Regions from separate parts of the Mus musculus genome. Here all the other regions are linked to region 1. Evidence: chromatin contacts called from public HiChIP or PLAC-seq data. All regions are on one chromosome and are shown on one strand. The core of a region is the stretch at or near the end of the contact, and the rest is flanking DNA. Distances in the headings are between cores, read along the strand shown. Region 1 overlaps Trpm8 (transient receptor potential cation channel, subfamily M, member 8). Region 2 overlaps Sh3bp4 (SH3-domain binding protein 4). Region 3 overlaps Sh3bp4 (SH3-domain binding protein 4). Region 4 overlaps Ngef (neuronal guanine nucleotide exchange factor).

Region 1 (4,777 bases), core at 603-3,102:
TAGGCATGGTGCAGGAGGATCTGAGAGTTCTACGTCTTCATATGAAGGCTGCTAGTGGAAGGCTGACTCCCAAGCAGCTAGAGCAAGGGTATTAAAGCCCACACCCACCAGGCCACACCTACTCCAATAAGACCATACCTCCCAACAGTGCTACTCCCTGGGCCAAGCATTACAAACCATCACACTGAGGTAGCAGATGTTGAAGAAATGTTTGTTGTTGGTGAAGGAGGTGCTGTCCTGACTCATGGTGGAAAATGTCTCAGCAAGTCCTATCAGATTTATCTGTCACTCTCTTGTCTCTTCTGGACCCGAACCTTAAAATATACCCATTTAGCAAGTATTTGTTAGGTATACAACTCATGGAGTATTTACAGATTACAAAGTACAAGGCTCAGGGGTGGAAGAGATTTGAAGGGGAAACATACTGCCTTTGCCCTGACTAGTCTAAGAACACTGAGTTGGCTTATGTTGTCATGCCAACTCTCTCTGGTAGATTTTTATGTGCAGTCTCCAGGACTCCTGGATTGCGAGGGATTCTGGGGCCCTCTGTCAATTCTTAGTATGTCTTAATCAATTAATGATGTCTGCTATGGAAGTGAGGGCTGGGGGGGGGGGGTTGGGTACCTGTGCCCTATATGCCTGTCTTTATGATTAGTAGGTAAGTGGTGTGGAAGATGGTGGAACGTCAGCAGAGGTGGAGGAAGAAAACACACAGGATGGCCGGAGTACCAGTGTACTGACTATAGTTCTGGAAGGCAGAAGTCCAACGTGAAGTTGTGGGTTGGGTTGACCCCATAGAGTACTGTGAAGTGACTGTTCTGCTGTGCTGTCCCCTAGCTTCTGAAAGTTTACTGGCCATCTTTGTCACTCTGTGCCTGACGGATGTGACACTCTGACCCGCAGCCTCATGCCCATATGGTGCCCTCCCTATGTGCAGGTGTGTCCTAATTTCTCTGTTTCCTGGGGACAACAGTCATGTTGGATCAGGACTCCATCTCGACCTGTCAGCGCCATCTGCAGTGGCCTGATTTCCGAACAAGGTCACGTTCCCAAGCAGAGGGCTGAGGACTTAAGTGTAGAGATACAGCTCTTCCACATATGGCCTCTCTCCCTGTGGCCAGCCTTTACTTCCAAGTTTTCTTCTGGCTTGTGATGTGTCACTAGTAGAGTGGAGCTGGAATATTCTGTGTGTGATAATCAGAGCCAGGGGACTCTCGACATTCAGAGAACTGCTGGACCAGAGGGTCAATTGACTCACAGCCGATAGGGAATTAAGCCACGAGCATTGGATGGACAGGGGTAGAAGGGACAGGGGAGGAAAGAGGCAGGGAGAGGGAGGGAAAGCCCAGCAGGAGTTGCAAATACACGGTGTGCAGTAATCTGGTTTCTTTGGTCTTTCCCTGTCTGGGTGCATTTTCTACTGAAGAGACCCTTAAGAGATGCAGAAACCTGGATCAGGTTGTCTCCTCTTGTACTGACCCCATCAGGGAGTCTGCCGAGCTCCCTAGGTCCTGACACATGCTCTGGTGGTCCAGGGAGCAGCATCAAGCAGGGTGATTTGTTTTAGACGTTCATTTGCTGTGTGTATCAGGAGCCAGAGCTGCTATTGTCATGTTGTTGAGAATGTGTGTTCTTAATACAGGACAAGGAATGTGCTTGTAAGTCACCCCTGAGGGTCACCATGGTTATGGGACTACTGAGGCCAGAGATAAGGAGACATACAGAGGGATCCTGCCTTCACTTTCTTCTGAGCAGAGAGAAACCCAGGTGGCCTTTCTTGGAACAACAGTGAGGCCCTGTCTTTGAGAAATCTGTCACTAGAGGGCGCTATTTCCCTTTGTTTCTGCAAGTTCCTCACCTGGGTTGTTCAAGGAAAGGCTCTGCAGGCCTGTGCAGTCTTAATGGGCCAGACTCACTCATGGTTGTTAGGAGAAACCCCTAAACAGGACATTGTCTGTTTTAGATTGTGCCTGGGACTCAGATACCCATGCTCTCAGTGAGGAGGGACGTCCCTTGCCCAGAGCGGGGATGTTCACAGCTAATTTGACCTCGCCAGTCCCCAGTGCAGACACAGTTGTTAACCGACTCCTAGTGGAGCTAAGCAGGCACTGTGGATGTTTGTTTATAGTGTTGTAAGTTCCACCCTGCCTTCTCTGAAAGCTCCTTCAGTTCTGAGGCTGTCACAGTGCAAGAGATGGTGAACACATCCTGGTATTTCAGGAACACAGCTTAGAGCTGCACTCTCCCCCCTTAGACAAGAGGCGTCTCTTCATTAAAAACAAAACAAAACACCACCACCACCACCAACAACAACAACAACAACAACAAAAAAAACCCGAAATCTTTTCTCCCTGTAGTGGCATTCTTGTGGCCCAGGCCTCTTCTGTCTATTGGTTCTGTAATATGGCCAGGCTTCTGAAGTCACTGAGGCGAGACGAGGCTGGGCTGGGGTTGTACAGATCAGTGTGTACCAGCCTCCCAGCGGGAATGGGAAAGAGAACAGGTGGGCAGGGCCTGTGCCAGCCACTTCCGAAGCATGGAGTGGCAATGGGTTTTGCTGCCCTGGGGATCAGCACTGCCCAGATAAATGGATGCTCCTGTGTCCTCCCCAGGGTCCTAACCTTGCGCCTGTCTCCTCACAGTGGAACATGGTCTGGCCCGGGCTGCCCAGACCTGGGGGACTTCACTGTTCCACTGTGATCTGGCAGTGTTCCCCTCCTTTGGCAACTCAAGCTGTGCATCCTACATCCCAGATTGCAGGGTTTCAGTGGATCTGAGAAACTCACTATCCCCAGGATGGGCACCTAAGTTTAGGCTTTGGGGTCAGAGGCAGAGAAGGTCATAGGATATATGAGTCCCAAATAGACTTGGTGGGTGAGTTCATGGGAAGACAAGGACATGAACATGGGAATCAGAATCACACCTCAGTGAATCTTCTGTCCCCTATTTGAGCTGCCCCTGGAGTCTGGTCCTTAGGCTCCTAGTAGCCAGATTCTGAGCAAGTAGGCAAATGAAAAGATCAGACAGCTAGGTTGGCATTCTTAAAAAATCCAGTGTGTGGAGCCTGTCTTAGTTAGGGTTTCATTGTTGAGAACAGACATGATGACCAAGGCAACTCTAGTGAGGATAACATTTAATTGGGGCTGGCTTACAGGTTCAGAAGTTCAGTCCATTATCATCAAAGCAGGAGCATCCAGGCAGGCATGGTGCAGGAGGAACTGAGAGTTCTGAAGGCTGATAGGAGAAGACTGGCTTCCACGTGGTTAGGAGGAGGGTCTCATTGCCCACCGTCACAGTGACACACTTCCTCCAACAAGTCCATACTTCCTAATAGTGCCACTTCCTGGTCCAAGCATATTCAAACCACCACGGAGCCCAATTAATAATCTTTCTTCCCTGTAGACATCTTTTAAAAGATTTCACTAATCAAGTTGTTCTGTTGTGTGTGCCAGAAATAATGCACTTACTGTAAATACACAACTCTACGGCAACTCATGACAACTGGATGGTACTTTGTATTTGTGCAGGGCTCAGTCTACACCGCTGTCCGTGGTCACCGCGAGGTTCCATGTTTCTCCACACAGGTCACTTTCATTCCCTGAGGCTTCATTTTTGAAGGGTGGGAGAACACAACTCCTTTTCTTGGCTCTGATGGCTGCACATGCCTAAGGGAGCAGCTATCTTTCTGGTCCCCTTGGATCAGTGGGGTTCTGGTAGGGCTCCCTTGACACAAACAGTCTCAGAAGTGTCCTGGGAGAAACTGAGTGGACACTTACAAGTCTAGCAGAGACTGGTGTCCACGATGCCCATTGCTCTGTCTGTTCATCTTTTGCTGCAGTGGTACATGAACGGAGTGAATTATTTCACCGACCTATGGAACGTTATGGACACCCTGGGACTCTTCTACTTCATAGCGGGTATTGTATTCCGGTAAGTGGTTCTTGCCACCTTCCCAACTTCAGGTGTAAATCTGGGACACCTCAAGTCCATGGATAGGCCTGGATTGTCACTTCATCCCCCATCAGAGGTGATCATAAGAGCCCATTGACTCTGCCTTGTGGAGACACAACTTGGCCACCATAAGTTTCTCCTCACTCTGGGTTCTTGAAAATTTCCCTTTTTGTTTTTCAGACAGGTTTTGGAGGGGGGCATAATTACAATCCAAGGAGAGGTCACTGGGGATGTTTAGCATCTTCCAATGTTAGTTCATTTTGGCCCATTTAATTGAAGGTGCATGTGACCTTAGCCAGCATGCTGGCCCTGCAGTCACTCTTCCAGGTACCAGTGTATCTTGCAAACCTCAGAGCTAGAGTGTGTGAGAGTTCAGGTAAGTCTAAAACATCAAAGGCCCTAAAGTGAGGTAGGGAGGTGGCTCAGGCAGCAAAGTGCCTGTCACATCAGTGTGGGGACTGCGCTTACACCCATAGAACCCAGATAAAACAGGGGATGGCAGCACCCACCATTTCCTGAACCCAGGGCTGGGGGCAAGACAGTCAGGTGAGAGAGCTCACTGGCCGAATCAGTGAGCTCTGGGTTCAGTTCAGGACCCTGACTCAAAAATGAAGACAGAAAGCAATGGAGTTAGACACTCAATGTCTGCCGCCGGCTTCCACAATGTGCGTGCGTGCGTGTGTGTGTGTGTGTGTGTGTGTGTGTGTGTGTGTGTGTGTGTGTTTGAGTGTGTACACAGAATATACACACACACAATCATGCCACATTAAACTTGGAAATGTTGTCCCCTGTCCCACAAACTCTCCTTTTCTCTCCACAGGCTCCA
Region 2 (4,568 bases), core at 90-2,589, 720 kb after region 1:
GAGGGTAAGTAGATAGACAGGATGGCAGGAGCTAGGGTAGGGCCGAGATGCTCTCAGATATTCAGGGGCTGACATCACATGGGCAGTAGGATTGAAGGTCCAGGGAAGGAGGGAGAGACATTCTTCAGGTCTAGCAGCCTAAGAACAACCTGCAAATACCTGCCCAGGTGTTAATATCTGCAGCTCTTGCACAGCCTTTGTGAGGGCTGGTGGCGGGCTTTTGTTCTAAAGACATGGCTCATGATGTACCTTCATCCCCAGGGTCCATCAGGTCTCCCCAAACAGAGCCCCCCCTGGTCTCCCAAGGTCAAGAGCTGACCCGTACCATTTATCTGTCTATCCAGTGTCCTTTTGCCTTTACCTCTGTGTGTGTGGTGGTGGTGGGGGGGGGAGTTAGTCTACCTGTGTGTGTGTGGGGGGGGGGTTAAACATGCCTATGTGTGGGTGCATGTGTATCTCTGTGCAGGTGCATGTGTGTACATGTGTATGTGGAAGCCAGAGGACAGCCATGGCCATCAGTCCTTTACTTTATGAGACATTCTCTCTGACCTGGAATTCGGCAGTAAGCTCCAGGGGTCGGTTGGTCAGTCTGTCTGTCTGTCTGTCTGTATGTCTTTGAGTCCCCAGTACTGTGATTATGAGTGTGTGCTGTCACACTCTGCTTTTGCTTTTATTAGGTTCTGGAGATTGAACTTAGTCCCTTTACTGGCTGACCTCCTCCCCTGTTCTTTATATCTCATAATCTATGCATCTTCTAGGCACAACGGGGTGCACTGGCCGAGTGAAACGCAGTGGTGACTCTGTCTGACAAGCCTAACTTTCTCTTTTAAGGTATCTTGGCACTCTAAAAACTTAGCATATATGACCAGAGTAATTCCTGGCTTATTTTATGAATAATAATAAGCTTACTTAAAATGCTGTCAGGTAACCATCACAGAGTTGTATACAATTGAATTTTTAATTCAGGCAGATATACCCTGCCTTTGTCTATCAGTCTTATGTTATTGCTTTTTGTAAAGGGGCTTGAACGTTCAATAGCTTTAGGATACAAAGTTGTCTGTGGAATATGCTAAAAAATTCAAATGCATTTAAGTGTTTGAAATTCACCAAGGACTATGGCTCTGACAGACAGCATTGTCAGAAGTTTGCATGTAGTCCATGCATGTATGGAAAATCGGGGTACTACCAGAAAACAATTCACCTATGAACTACTAATGCATCGTGCTGGTCCACAGCAGCCTGTGTTCTGTGCAGCCCAGTGGCACTAAAGGGGTGAGCAGAGCATAGCCACATGGTCCTGGCTGCTACAGTTTATTCTCAGCCAGACATCCTATCACAAAACTTGTGTTTCATTTCAGAAATATGTTCCTAAAGCCTTTCAAAGAGCAGTTCTATTCCTGGCAGGTACTGGGAAACCTTTGAATAGCTCACCTTTTAAGGGTTGGGGCCAGGAAATGGCATTTGAATTTGGTACCTCTCCAAGACCATAGTGGAGATAAGACATCAGGATCCATCGTTATTCCTGTGCGCACCACCACACCGAGTTTGGCTTATGTTTTTATCAGAATTAGGAGAGAGTCAAAGGACTTGTCATTGTTTGGACACACACACACACACACACACACACACACACACACGCTCACACACGCTCACACACACACATACACATGATACCCACTTGAAACAACTGTGATTTTTAACATAAGAGTTTCTTCTGTGGTTTCAGATTCTTTCTGACTTTATCGGACTTTCCCCTCTGTCGTGCATTGCGACATGTCTGTAAGTAGCTGTTTCTTTGTGGTCTGTCAAATCTGAAATGGGCTAGTTTGCATAACCAAAGTCATCCAGGAAGATCCTGGCTGGGAATTAAGTAAATGAAAGCCTATTGGGGGTTCTCCTAGCGCGCTGCATTTGTACCAGGCCGTCGTGGCAAACAATAGCTGAAAGAGACTTTGGTGAGCTAGAATTTGAGAAGTTCCTTTCCCCAGAGGCCTCTACAGTGGCCTTTGGCTGGGCCAGTTTCGAGTCCCAGTGCAGAAGAACCTGGGCTTCCCCGGTCTTTCCTTTTGAAGTTGGGTCTGTAAGTGTTGACCTCAGGGCGGACCTCTTGCTATTGGGATTTTCAAAGGATATCATGAGAAGTGTCCACACCCTGTCCCAGGTAGATTTGGGATTCATCCTGACTTAGGGCCTCTTGTGAGTCTTGTGTGCACACTTCTGTTCTTAAATATTGAGTAAATGGAGCATTTTGTGGTCAGGGCAGTGACCTGATGGAGGTGTGACCTGGTCAGGATGTCTTCTCATCAGAACAGAGTACTGGGTTTTGGTTCTTTGGACCTTCCAGCTGACCTTTAAAGAGCAAGTGTGTTTACCTTGCCCTTTGTTCAAGGTCCTGGGAGGAGGAGGAGGAAGAGGAGGAGCCCCGTAGAGGGAGAGGAGGGGGGTAAGGTAGAGGAAGAAGAGAGATGAGATACTGCAGTTTGTGCTCCAGGACCCAGACGTAGGTTGGTCTGCTCTGCCTGAAGCAGAGAGAGACTCTAGGAAGGGAGGAAGCAGCTTGCTAGAGGATCCTGTGCCTTGCTTGGCTGGGGCTTGGGGAAGCATGGTTGCTGCACTGTGAGTACTTTATAGATGCAGGAGTTGTCCACAAAACAGATGCTTTTTCCTTTTCTAAAAATTATCACTGTTCCCCCCCCCCCCCCCAACCAAAATCTGTTTCTGCATTGAATTTGCATTATTACTCAATAACTAAATGTTCCTTTTAGAACACAGGAGAGTGTTAAAGGGGAGGAAGTTCACAGCAGTAGTCTCCACACAGATGACGGAGCCATTCACATTTTTATGTGAGATTTGAGGGTACTACGGCATGGTGCTTCTGGCTACAGGGATCTGTTTTGGACAAATACTTTTTTTTTTAAGGTGCTTGTCTGAAGTCGATGTTTTCAGGTTGATAAATAGGATCTGCATTCCTGCTTTTGACTCTAGGTTCGTGTTGAGGTTCATCATGCACATTTTATATTTATTGAGACGGGGGGGGGGGGGGTCTCAGTATGTAACCCTGGCTATCCTAAAATTCGCTGAAGAGACCACGATGGTCTTGAACTCGTGGGAGATTCTCTTGCCTCTTTCTCCAGAGTGAGGGGGGGCTGGTAGTAAAGGCATACTTAACCGTGTAACCACACAGTTCATAGTTGCTCTGATCATAAGCTACATTCAGGGAATATCTCATAAACATAAGCATCGTTCAGTACAAGCTTCCCTTAGAATGAGTCAAAATCTATAAAGCCCTTTTCACCGTGATTGACTATTGGCGACTCTCATCCTGTACAGTAAAGCCCCTCCCGAGGCGATGCTGCTGGGGGCAGGTTCTGTTTGCTCTAAAAGCAGTCCCCCTTGCCCACCTCTCCTCGGGGCTGGTTCCCTAAGGTGCACTACTCTTGGAAGTTGTGTTTCTCTTGGGACCCTCGGGTAGGGTGAGGGGCTGCACCTAGGAAGGGGACAGGTGGTGACTTTCATGTCTTCAGGTTTGAGAGCCAAGGTCTTGAGCTCTCCAGGTCGCCTAGGAGAGACTTAGGGGCTCTCTATCAGAAAGACTGCACTCTGCCTGTGATTTAGCACAGGGAAAGGCGCCGACCTGACTTTGGGAACCTCTGTGTTCATTGAGAGAAATCCTGATCCCGGCTGCTGACTGCCCCAGGTCACAGTTCTCTCTCCAGACTGCAGTTCAGTGTCACAGGACTTCTTCAGTCTGGCAAGAGAGAAAAACCAATTTATGGGTGGAATATTTTTTTGGCCTGTCTCCTGAGAGTGGTTTTGGCATTGGCTGTGCGTGTGACTCATCTACCCATTGGTAACATGAAGCAGCATTTTGGGGGCCTTGTAAAACCCTAAGGAGGGTCATGGACTGGCTTGGCTGGCGGTCTGAAACACTCAGGGCTCATTAGCTTTGCGATTTGGTTCTGAGTGCCAGGTGCTCCCTTTATTGGGTTTGAGGTCAAGCGCTGGGCTTAATGTTAACCCACTCACTGCCTGACTAAGTAGGTAAAGGAGGTATGGAGACCCCAGAGACAGCTCTGCAGGGGTGTCTACTCATCGCATGAGAGAGTGTTAAAGTACACGGGGGAGGAAGGTAGGGCTTACAGATTGAAGTTGGGGCAGGAGAGGAGTCTCAAGCCTTAGGTCATGTAGGAATGTGTAGGTCAGGGTAGGTAAGGTAGGAGTTTACCCGCTAGTTGGTCGTCAGTCAGGTTCCAGGCTTGCAGAATCCAAAGAACCAAAAGGGATGCAGTGGTAAGAGAGTTTCCAAAGCGCCTGGGGAGGATGCCAGAGGCAGGTGCCTGGTCGGACATGGCCCTTTTGGGCTCCTGTCAGCTTTGAACTTTATTTGAGGACACTGGGGAAATTTGATTAGATGTGTGAGCATGATTTGAAAGGCCAGAGGGCAAGCCACCCAGGGGGTGAGCAGTCCAGGGGGTGACATAGCTTGGGAGGTGACCTGGCAAGGGACTGAGCCCTTGAGTCCCTTCCTCAAAGTCTTGGTGTGCAGAGGAGTTGGGCTCCCTGCCTGC
Region 3 (4,948 bases), core at 34-2,533, 750 kb after region 1:
GTCCTTTCACAGGTATCACCAGCACCTCCCTTATTACCCACCCCCCCTTCATCTTCTCCAGTTCAGTGAGCCCTGCCGGCAAAGGTCAGTTGCCTGAGGCTGGCACCTGTGTGTTTCCGGGATGGCCACGTTCCTGTTTATTTTCTGAGAATTCCCATTCATGTCCTATGGACAAACCAGCCCAGCAGCTTGCTGTCTCTGGTGACAGCATGGGGCAGGGCCAGTGGCCTGTCCTGCCTTTGCACAAAGGAGCTGTTATTTTAACATGAGTTTCTCAAGTCCAGTGATGAGCAGTTGGTTCCATTGGCCCTGAGGTTCGAGATCACACACACGCACACACCCTTTCCAGGAGTGTCGGGAGGAAGGGCTGAAGAGGATTAGTGGGTACATGGTGTTGTGTTCTTGGATTTGTTTCTGATCTTTCCCATCTGACTGCTGGTAGGACTGTCACTGTCCCCAGTAAAGTCAGTGGAGGAGGAATTTACACATGACATGGCGGCACCTTGTGTCTTTCTGGCTACTACCTCTGAGTGCAGAGTGCCTGCTCTGGAGGCTGCAAAAGCAATTTGAGGACCAGCTGCTGGGTCATGTCATCTTCCATTCTGGAACATATATGCACTTTCATAAAGCCCACTGCTGGCTACAAGAGTTGTTCAGGCATTTTCTTTAAATCCACGGTGCCCTCTGTGAAGCCAAGAAAGCTCCTTGGTATTTGTTTCTACGTCTCTGCTGATCTTTTTTGTCTTGTCTGTGTTCGAGTCCACATGTGCACTAGGGTAGGGAGAGTGCCTGGGTGTCCTGGGATACCACAAAGTATGCAGGAGCTGTCAGCCCTGGCTGGGGTCAGTGTTCAGGCTCCTGAGGTCTGGGGGTTTAATGCCCAGGAAGTGGCCAGCAGCAGGCCTTTTCCTTATAAGTGCAGTTCCTTGCCCTGTGGATGGTGATGTGTTTGGGTTGTGGAAACAAGCTGAGAGCCATCCACATTCCACACATTCTTTTGGCCTGGCATTGGGGGCTTGGGGGGGGAAGGGCTCTGAATTTACTATGGGTGGCTGTGGCTTGATTCTCTCTGGGTGAACACAGTGGTTTCCAGAGGGTTGTGCAACAGGAAATGGGGCAGGGGGCTGCTTCTGCTCTCCCTCTTCAGCCTTACTGCTCTTGGTTATTCGGGTCGAGGCTGGTTGAGCAGGCCCTATTCTGATCTGTGTTGGAGGAGACTAAAGGGTGCGACTGCTCTTTGGCCCCAGCACTTTCCTGGGTGGTATTTGTGTGGTTTGCTTTTTCTGGCGCTCTGCCAGATGCACAGGGCCAGCGAGATGTTAGGGAAGAGGAAATAGGAGGTGCCCTGGGGTGACTCTGTCATCTCAGGCGAGCCAGTGGGCCTTGGTGTCTCCTACCTGAGAACCCAGTGTGCTGAGGTAGGCAAAGGGTGCTTACCCCGAGATGATATATCTTTGGGTGCAGTTCAGGGACTCCCCGTCAGTCATCACAGCACTCAGAAAGCCCAACACTTGGTGGCTGTGATACATAGTGGTCAGTTCCTGTGATTTTTGTCCCAGGAAAACAACTGTCCCATGTTCTCAGTGTTTATATTCATAGCCTGATTGGCTCAGAGGTCATTGTGATAGAGAGCTGCCCAGCGTTTCGATGCCCAAAGTGCTGCGCTGCCATTTCTGTTGTTTACTTAGAACACCTGCTATATAAGGTGCAAAAGCTTAGCCTGCTCCTGACCCCAGTTGGTTCCAGTTGAAAATCTTTTGCCCTATGACCATGCATATTGCTGCTCAAAGTGATGGGGGCAGTGTTCAAGTCATCTTTGAGGCCAGTGTGACCAGCCCGTGTACCTGTGATAGATAGATAGGGGTCTTGCTTGATAGGTTCGTTAAAAGGCGGGAAAAGTCTTAAGCACCACAGGTAACATTGTAGAAATTGTAGAAACACTGCAAACAGGAGCAGGGAGAGTCAGCAGTTGAAGGAAGGGTTTTATGAGGTTAGAAACACAGGCATGCAGCAGGCACACAGAGAAAAGGCCCTCTGTCTGTAAAGCCGCATGTCTTTATGCCTGCAAAGGGATATCAGTCTCTTTAGGGCTGTGTGTGTGTGTGTGTGTGTGTGTGTGTGTGTGTGTGTGTGTGTGTGTGTCTGTCTGTCTGTCTGTCTGTCTGAAGTTTTCTCTCCCCTAATTTAGGGTTAGTTAGTTTGAAGACAGGTATGATGAATGTTGGTGGGCCCACAACTGTTATGTGACCTGTCCTGACCTAGCCTTGAATTTGCTGAGGTGGACCTTCAGCAGGGAAGGGAGACCAAAGCCTCCAGGACTTTTATTTTAGGCTACCAGGCTTTTGTCTCAAGTCTGGAGTGGGGAGGTGAGGAACCCTCCTCTTGAAATTCGACACCTTTATTACCTAGCCATGCGCTCCCCCTCCCTCTAGTCTGTCTACCAGGGAGTCTGTCTAACTCGTGCTCTCTAACCTGAGACAGTTCAGAGCTCAGCCCAGCAGGTAAGAACAAGCAGGGAGCCTGAGGTCATGGAGAGCCTGAGCTCTCTGTCTGTCCGGTGTGTCCTGTCCTCTCCCACTACGTCATCCCCCTCTACGGTCCACACCAGCTCCACACCAGCGTGTGGCTCAGAGTCCCCTGCAGCTTTGATGATCACCTGCTCCTTTTGAATTTTCTTAGGCCCCAGGGCTCTCTGTGTTCCCTGCCCATTTTACAGATGAGAAAATAGGCCTCTGAGAGGGCCTCATTCCGGCTTAGCTCAGGGGGTTAGTGTGAAATAGAAAAGCCCAGGCCTAGAATTCCACCGGGTTTGTGTGCCCTCCAGGGTACCTTAACTCACTTCTTAGTCTGTACCTGGGAGGCCACAGGAGTCATTGGGCATGTGCCACATCCCTGATCCCATCACGGACCTGTTTGGAGAACCACAAGGAGCCACAGAGTAGAAATTAACAGGTGAAGTTAATATTGGGATGGTAAATGTCTTTAAATGTCAAATATACAATTAAGAAATTAAATGGTCTAAAAGGAGGGTTCTATCAATGTATGGTGGCTTGCCTATCGACTTTTTCTTTAGAAAACCAGTTTATGCATCGTGGAGAGTCACTAACAAATTTTGAGCTTGTGTTATGTACCTTGTATCTTGAATGCCCCTTAGAGCCCCATGTGTTGAAGGCTTGACTATCAGCCTGGGGTACCACTGAGGGGTGATAGGACCCTTAGGAGGTGTGGCATTATGGGACAAAGTCATGGGCTCACTCTTGAGCTGTGGGTTAGGATCAGGACATAGAGCAGGAGATAGTGGCTCCCAGACAGAGTCAAAGTAATTAATGCCCATAGCCCGGCCAGCATGAAACCCTCAGCCGGCTCAGACCATCTCCATCTGACATTCAAGTGCCAAGTCTCTCCCTTGGGTGCCTGTGGGCCTCTCTGGGGGTCAGGTGTGACCTCACAGTTTCTGGCAGGTGATCAAGGAGGCCTGAGGCCAGCAGTGGCTACGGGAGGTTGTTCTTGGTGTCTTCCAAAACCTCTGCCTTGAGACAGCCACAAAATCTGTGCATCTTCAGTCAGTAAAGGACTTCAGCTGAAGGTGGGCAAGATCAGTGGGGGTGGAGTGGGGGACTGGGGTGGGGGGAGACAGGAAAGGAACCTAAGCCTACTTACTGTTTATAAGAGGCCGCCCATGTGACAGCCTTTTCAAGCAGGTGTGCCCTGGGGACAGGGAAGACATTCTAATCATACTTGAGGCTGGGGGGGGGGGCAGCTGTTGGGCTGTAGAGGAAGAAAAATTCCAGTGTTGTTTATATTAAGGGCCTTAGAATGTCTTGATGAAATATACTTGGACATGGGAGACCCTTCCAGTCCATTGAGAGACACTTCATTCCCAGGCCCTGTGCCCAGAGTTCCCTGTCTGCTCAGTGTTTAGAGCAGATGGAGCAGACTGGCTCTTAGGAGCAGCACATGAATGGGATGGGGTGCACAGCTCACCTGGGAGCCACGGGGTGGGCGATGAGACCCAGGACCCCTTCAGACTATCCAGTGTGAACCTCCGTGCCGCATTGACTATGACCTACATCCTCCAGCGTACTCCACTGCAGCCCTGTGTGACTCCCAGTACCCCACACAGGGCAAATGCTTGCCCGTTTTGTTTTGGTTTTTTTTTTTTTAAGATTTGTTTCACTTTTACGTATGTTTGGATATGTACAAGCCTGAGTACAGAAAGGTGCCCTTGGATTACAGAAGAGGGTGTTGGGTCCCCCATGGAGCTGAAGCTACAAGAGATTATGAGCTGCCTAGCCTGTGTGTTGGGAACTAAGCTTGGGTCTAATGGGTTCCTATGCGCTGTCTAGCCCCTGACATAATTTTCATTGACATTCTCATTCTCTGAGAACGCCATGTGTGTCTGCAGTGTATGGATTCCTGGATGAAGGAGCTCTAGTAAGGAGACTGGATTGTATTTATTTGTTTAGATAAGGCCTCAGATAGTCCAGGTTAGCTCTGATTGGCTATGTAGCCAAGGATGACTTTGGGCTCCTGATTCTCATCACTTCCTCTCCAGAGTGCTGGGTTTACAGGCATGGTCACCATGACTGTTATGCAGAACTAGAGACTGATGATTGAAACCAAAGCTTTGTGCATGCTGGGCAAATACTCTCCCACCAGAGCTACATATTTAGCCCTGTATTTCATTCTTGAATTATTACAATTATCTATGCAAAGAATGTATAGCTACTCTTCTCAAAGTTAGGTATGATGGCCCATACCCGGTAATCTCAGCCCTTGGTAGACAGAGGCAGGAGGATCTCTGCAAGTTCAGGCCAGGTAGGGTACCTATATGCACACATAGTAATACTCTCTCAAAAACAAAACAAACAATTGTCCTCGTAAGTGCAGGCAATTTTTCTTTGATTCAAGCTACAATGGAATTTGCATAAATTAGTGTGGATTTGCA
Region 4 (4,959 bases), core at 482-2,981, 870 kb before region 1:
TAATGGGAAGCCCAGAACTCAGTAGTTTAGGCCCCGAGGGCCGGTAGATACTTTATGCTGTTGCAGAACCAGCGGCCCATCGAGAGCACAGCACAGAGGCAGTGCAAAGCAGCAAGGGACCCTGGTCACTCAGGCAGGGGTAAGGGCTCGCTCTGTCCCCAAGTGAGACACAGTGTTTACACGGGATCCTCCCTCCCTCCCACTCTCCCTCCCTTCTGGGGTGGTCACTGGAGGCTTAGTCATCAGGGTCCTGGAGGCCTGGCTGCCTGACTGGTCTCTTTACTGTAACACATCTTTTCTCCTAACCTTTAGTTTTCTTCAGTTCACAGTTAACATAGCTTCTCAGGCTGAGTATAACCCTGTCTACTCTGTACTGGCCGGTTTTGTGTGTCAACCTGACACAGCTGGAGTTATCACAGAGAAAGGAGCCTCCCTTGAGGAAATGCCTCCATGCGATCCAGCCTTAAGACATTTTCTCAATTAGTGATCAAAGGCGGAGATCCCATTGTGGGTGGTGCCATCCCTAGACTGGTAGTACTGGGTTCTTTAAGAAAGCAGGCTGAGCAAGCCAGGGGAAGCAAGCCAGTAACATCCCTCCATGGCCTCTGCATCAGCCCCTGACTCCCAAGTTCCTGCCCTGTGTGAGTTCCTGTCCTGAATTCCTTTGGTGATGAACAGCATCGTGGAAGTGTAAGCTGAATAAACCCTTTCCTGCCCAACTTGCTTCTTGGTCATGGTGTTTTATACAGGAAGAGAAACCCTAAGTCAACTTTCCTCTACGCCTGCTCTCACCCTCTGTAGCAGCCACAGTGACAAATGTCAGCCACATCAGGTGAGGATGGAACCTGAGACATCCTCCCCCTCCCCACCTCTTACCTACACCTCTGCAGTCCTTCTCATCATGCTTTATGACTCTTGTTTCCCCAGTACCTTTGAACTTTCAGGTTTCTCTATATACAGTGTTCTTTCTTCCAGATGTTGATGCCACTGGCTCCTCTAAGCTGAGCCTCACTTAAATCTTGCTTGTCTTTCTTGATTCCTCCAATTGGCAGTAACCAGGCAGGCACCCTCGACTGGGTTAACTCATTGCTAACCCTGACAGCTATGCCCACTTTTCTGGATATGTCTGCCAATCTTTACTTCTGGAATATAGCTGAGCCCTCATTGCTTGGAGCACAGTAAGGCCCTAATTGGCCCTTATTTAACAAATGGATTCTCTAAAATACTAGTGGAGAGGTAGAAGGAGCTAAGGCTTGGACAGGGGAGGCCTGTAGAGCCCAGGGCATGGTCAGGGGTCACACCTGGACCAGCAGCTTGAGTCTCGTGATCCTCTGGAAAGGCAAGATGAGGAAGGAGGAGAAAGGCAGGCCCTTGCATTTGGGGTCCAGCTCCAACTGTGCGATCAGTTCCCGGAAAGCGGCCTTCTCCTGTCTGAAGATCCAGACACAGGGGGCTGTCTCTGAGCTCAGGCCCTGGAGGTGTGAATAGAAGATGCTTCCCCCACCCTCTTCTCCCTCCCCTTCTCATTTTTCAAAATGGAAAATAAACTGTTCATGTAAACGTCAAGTAACAATAGTGGCTCCATATGCCTGGCCATGAAGACTTGGCAAAGCATGATTTGTGTGGGAGGGGTAAGAATCCCATTGTAGCCAAGGTTATGAATCAGACATACAATTAGATGACTTCATCAGGCAGGAAGCCGAGGCAAGGTAAACCCACGGAGAGATGCAACCCGCTGCAGGCTTAAGGCACCTGCCAGGAAAGCCTGAGCTATTTTTGACAGGTGGCCTGGCCACGTGGCCCAGTGCTGCCGAAGGCCAGGAAGACAACTGCCAGAGACTTACTGCAGGGTAGCAGCAGACATCAGGGCAGTCACTGTACCTACTGCTAGGGGGAGCAGAACCCCCAGCTGCACCCACAGGGCAAAGTTCCATGGTGACCAGCTATCCTGGGGATTCTTGGGAACTGCAAGACACAGACATCTATTCTGCTTGCTGCTTAATCAGAGAAGTAGCACCCGATTCCCACCACTTCCAAACAGTCACTGGGAAGCACCCAGATGAATGCCTAGATACTCAAAGCTTAAAATGTCCACTTCAACCATGTGGCTTGATAGAAAGGCCATCAAATCCAGATGCTATTTGAACAGTGGGCATGTGGCACACTGAAACCTTTCTGGCTCTACAACAGAGCCTAGAAGCCATGGGGAACTGACTCTGTCACAAATGACTAGAAACCCACCCACTGAGTCAGCTGCAGTATGCTTCTTAGTGACTGTCACAGAACTGCCACCTTTGACCCACAGCTTCTTAACACAGTAGCTGCTGCCATGTGCCAGGCAGAGTTTGCCAGCCTCCTCAGGCAACCTGGGTAGATTTGTCTGTTCTAATGAGGCCCTCAACCTTGCCTTTGTTCTCAGGGCACCCCAGAGACCCCTGTACCTGGACTGTGTATGGGACTGCAAACCTGGTCTTGATTTTCTACTATAGGTTCTCATACTGGAAAGACTTTTGTCTTGCTTTGTTTGGTTTGCGTGGGTGGGTACCAAAAGGCAACCCCTTCCTTGTGGTCCAAAGGAAGGTCGTGAAATGGGAGACTGTCTCCTAGTTCACATGCAATGCATGACAAGCCAAGACTCCTTTCTGCCCACCACTGGCTTTCTTACTACTTCAAACCTATATTTCCAATGTTCTAGACCTTGGATCATCCCTGTGGCTATACATTCTTTCCTACAGGGATTTCTTGGCTGTTCTGGAGACAGGTCTGGAGGCTTCAGATGACTCCCCTGGAGCACAGGCAGACTACTGGTTTTCTAGTGACACCAAGATCTCAGGGAACATGCTAGAGTCAGATGCTCTCACCCACCTGGCTAAATTGTGTGACTTAGTGTGGCCCTGGGGAATGCCCAGGCAAGGATGGCTGAACCCAGGCAGGGTATACTCACAGGAGCTGCTTGTATGTCCTTTCCTGGTAGGTCTGGTTACTGACGTAAGTGATATAGACCGAGAAGTGATCAGCTGCGTAACGGTACACGATGTCGCACACATCCGAGATAACAATGTTCTCCTCCATGCGGTGCTCTAGCTCCAGCAAAAACCTGCGAGAGACAGAGGCTGGGCTGAAGGTCCCTGAAGGTGCCTGGAGATTAGTGTGCCGGGCTGGACAGACCAGCACTCTCTCCCAAGGTCGGTGGGACTCTGCATGCTCTGTGCTCCTCTGAACACAACAGGGAACAGCCATGGTTTTAGGTGGATAACACCACCAGAAGTATGCAGAGGGAGAGAGGGCATGAGGCTCATCTTTTAACTCTTACTGTGTACTGATGTGTTTGCAGGTGTAACAGAATGATGCGCAAGCTGTGTCTCACAATGGTCCCCTGGGTACTAGGAGTGGCAGGGATTGGATGAACCTAGACTGGCATCATGGCCACCACTCATTAAGCCAATGGACAACGCATGGGGAGTGTAACATGGGGGTCTCTACTTCTGTGTTGTGGAATTTTTCAAATTAAAATCAGAGTTGGTGTGTAAATAGCAAGCTCAGAGATTGCACGGGTTGCTCTGGCATCGATGAGCCATCACCCTTAGAAGTTACTGGATAGGAGGATAGGATGGCTGCCAGCAGAGGCAGAGACTCCGAAGAAAAGGCAGGTGTCAGTGCAAAGGGGCAACTGGAGGGCCCACACACAGACAGCAAGAGCAATCGGGCTTCCACATGTGACACTGAGTGACCCTCACTGTAGGGGAGGGATGTCTTCGCCATGCCCCACCTAATCTGAATGTGGGAAGTTGGCCTAGTGCTCTCCAGGATGCTGGGAACAGCTCAATGAACCTTTCATCCTAATTTCTCTCCTCTTCCTCCTCCTGGTCTTTCTCTTCCTCCTCCTCTTCCTCCTCTCCCTCCTCCTCTTCCTCCACAAGAGCTCACTTCCACCTTTACCCAAGTCCAACCTCAGGAAACACAGATCCCACATCCTTTCCTGGATTGCTGGATGCCTCATGGAGAGGAGAAAGAAGCAGCAATCTGGGCTCCACTGGCCCTGGCCTGCAGGGAGCTTAGGTTTTCGTATTTCCATGTGAGCAGTTGTTCCCAGAAGACCTTGGGCATTGTCATGAGACCCACACAGATTTGCATAAGATTCAGCTCAACATCACTCTAACCAGTTAGGAGAGCCCTCTAACTCAGAGCACCATAAAGATGCACAGGTCTCAGAGGCCAATGGGAAGAGACCCAGGGCTACCAACTGGCCAACCTGCTGGAGAAGACAATGGGCTTTTTGGTTTACATCTGTGTGTGTGTTGGGGGGGAGGGGAGTCAGAGGTCAAAGGTCAACTTCAGGTGTCATTCCTCAAGAGCCATGCCCCTAGTTTCTTTTGAGACAATCTTCCATTAGTCTGTAGCTTGCCAATTAGGCTAGACACCAGCCACTAGCCAGCGCAAAGGATTCTCTTAGCTCCCCATCCCTAACACTGGAATGACAAGTGAATCCCACCACCTTTAGCTTTCATGTGGGTTCTGGGATCACACTCAAGTCCTCATGCTTGCAAGACAAGTGTTCTACCCGCTGCCCTGTCTCCCCCGTGCCTAGATTAATGGCTTCATCCTCCCTATTTCTTTATGTAAAAATCCAAAACATTCAAAGGCCTAGAAGCCCAACCGGTGAGCATGGACCCTGGTTTCAGCCACTCGCTGGCAGGGAGAAGATGGAAGATGGCCCTGCAGTGCTTACCGCTCACTGACAGCCATGACATCCAGGACATTGGAAAAGAGGATGTGGGCCTCAGATGGATGCAGGATCTTCTTCAGACGCTCGTTCTCCATGAAGTGCGACACCAGCAGGTTCAGGCTCTTATAGTAGGAGGCCTCAGAGGTAACCAACTCAAACATGGCCTGCGGAGACACAGAGGAGACCGTGTCGTCATTGCTAAGAGCTGAGGACATTCTTAGAGGCAGATGTCC

Evidence for each region. HiChIP or PLAC-seq counts read pairs in DNA pulled down with a chosen protein or histone mark.
Region 2: a FOXA1 HiChIP or PLAC-seq map of pancreatic cancer cells shows a contact between it and region 1. The contact joins two enhancer-like sites. A contact is called at or near these places in 6 of 39 promoter capture datasets (the 3T3-L1 cell line, HPC-7-derived erythroid cells, the SN4741 cell line and 2 more), 1 of 15 datasets of contacts at CTCF or cohesin (the NIH/3T3 cell line), 1 of 484 Hi-C or Micro-C datasets (myocytes), 14 of 115 datasets of contacts at active chromatin or transcription factors (the NIH/3T3 cell line, astrocytes, embryonic fibroblasts and 9 more) and 1 of 9 other capture datasets (embryonic stem cells).
Region 3: a contact with region 1 is called in an HNF4G HiChIP or PLAC-seq map of pancreatic cancer cells. The contact joins two enhancer-like sites. A contact is called at or near these places in 3 of 115 datasets of contacts at active chromatin or transcription factors (epiblast stem cells, extraembryonic endoderm stem cells and pancreatic cancer cells).
Region 4: a contact with region 1 is called in an HNF4G HiChIP or PLAC-seq map of pancreatic cancer cells. The contact joins two enhancer-like sites. A contact is called at or near these places in 5 of 39 promoter capture datasets (the C10 cell line, hematopoietic stem and progenitor cells, liver and 2 more), 1 of 115 datasets of contacts at active chromatin or transcription factors (pancreatic cancer cells) and 1 of 9 other capture datasets (adipose tissue).

What each region holds. Positions count from the first base shown.
Region 1 is chr1:88,355,814-88,360,590 of GRCm38.p6, forward strand. It overlaps Trpm8 (transient receptor potential cation channel, subfamily M, member 8), which reads left to right. Exons shown (of 27, transcript NM_134252.4): 19 at 3,839-3,930; 20 at 4,772-4,777. Among named protein-coding and RNA genes, the nearest start is that of Gm51639, 26 kb to the left of the region's middle. Within about 2 kb of position 1,853, at least 21 of the 459 cell types and tissues checked have an H3K27ac peak or open chromatin away from gene starts, as enhancers often do. A contact at or near this core is called in pancreatic cancer cells, where this site is marked.
Region 2 is chr1:89,077,157-89,081,724 of GRCm38.p6, forward strand. All of the region lies in intron 1 of Sh3bp4 (SH3-domain binding protein 4), which reads left to right. Among named protein-coding and RNA genes, the nearest start is that of Sh3bp4, 9.0 kb to the left of the region's middle. Within about 2 kb of position 1,340, at least 30 of the 459 cell types and tissues checked have an H3K27ac peak or open chromatin away from gene starts, as enhancers often do. A contact at or near this core is called in pancreatic cancer cells, where this site is marked.
Region 3 is chr1:89,107,513-89,112,460 of GRCm38.p6, forward strand. The region is part of intron 2 of Sh3bp4 (SH3-domain binding protein 4); the gene reads left to right. Among named protein-coding and RNA genes, the nearest start is that of Gm34331, 6.4 kb to the left of the region's middle. Within about 2 kb of position 1,284, at least 148 of the 459 cell types and tissues checked have an H3K27ac peak or open chromatin away from gene starts, as enhancers often do. A contact at or near this core is called in pancreatic cancer cells, where this site is marked.
Region 4 is chr1:87,484,855-87,489,813 of GRCm38.p6, forward strand. It overlaps Ngef (neuronal guanine nucleotide exchange factor), which reads right to left. Exons shown (of 13, transcript NM_019867.2): 4 at 4,730-4,890; 5 at 2,945-3,097; 6 at 1,302-1,431. Among named protein-coding and RNA genes, the nearest start is that of Snorc, 17 kb to the left of the region's middle. Within about 2 kb of position 1,732, at least 31 of the 459 cell types and tissues checked have an H3K27ac peak or open chromatin away from gene starts, as enhancers often do. A contact at or near this core is called in pancreatic cancer cells, where this site is marked.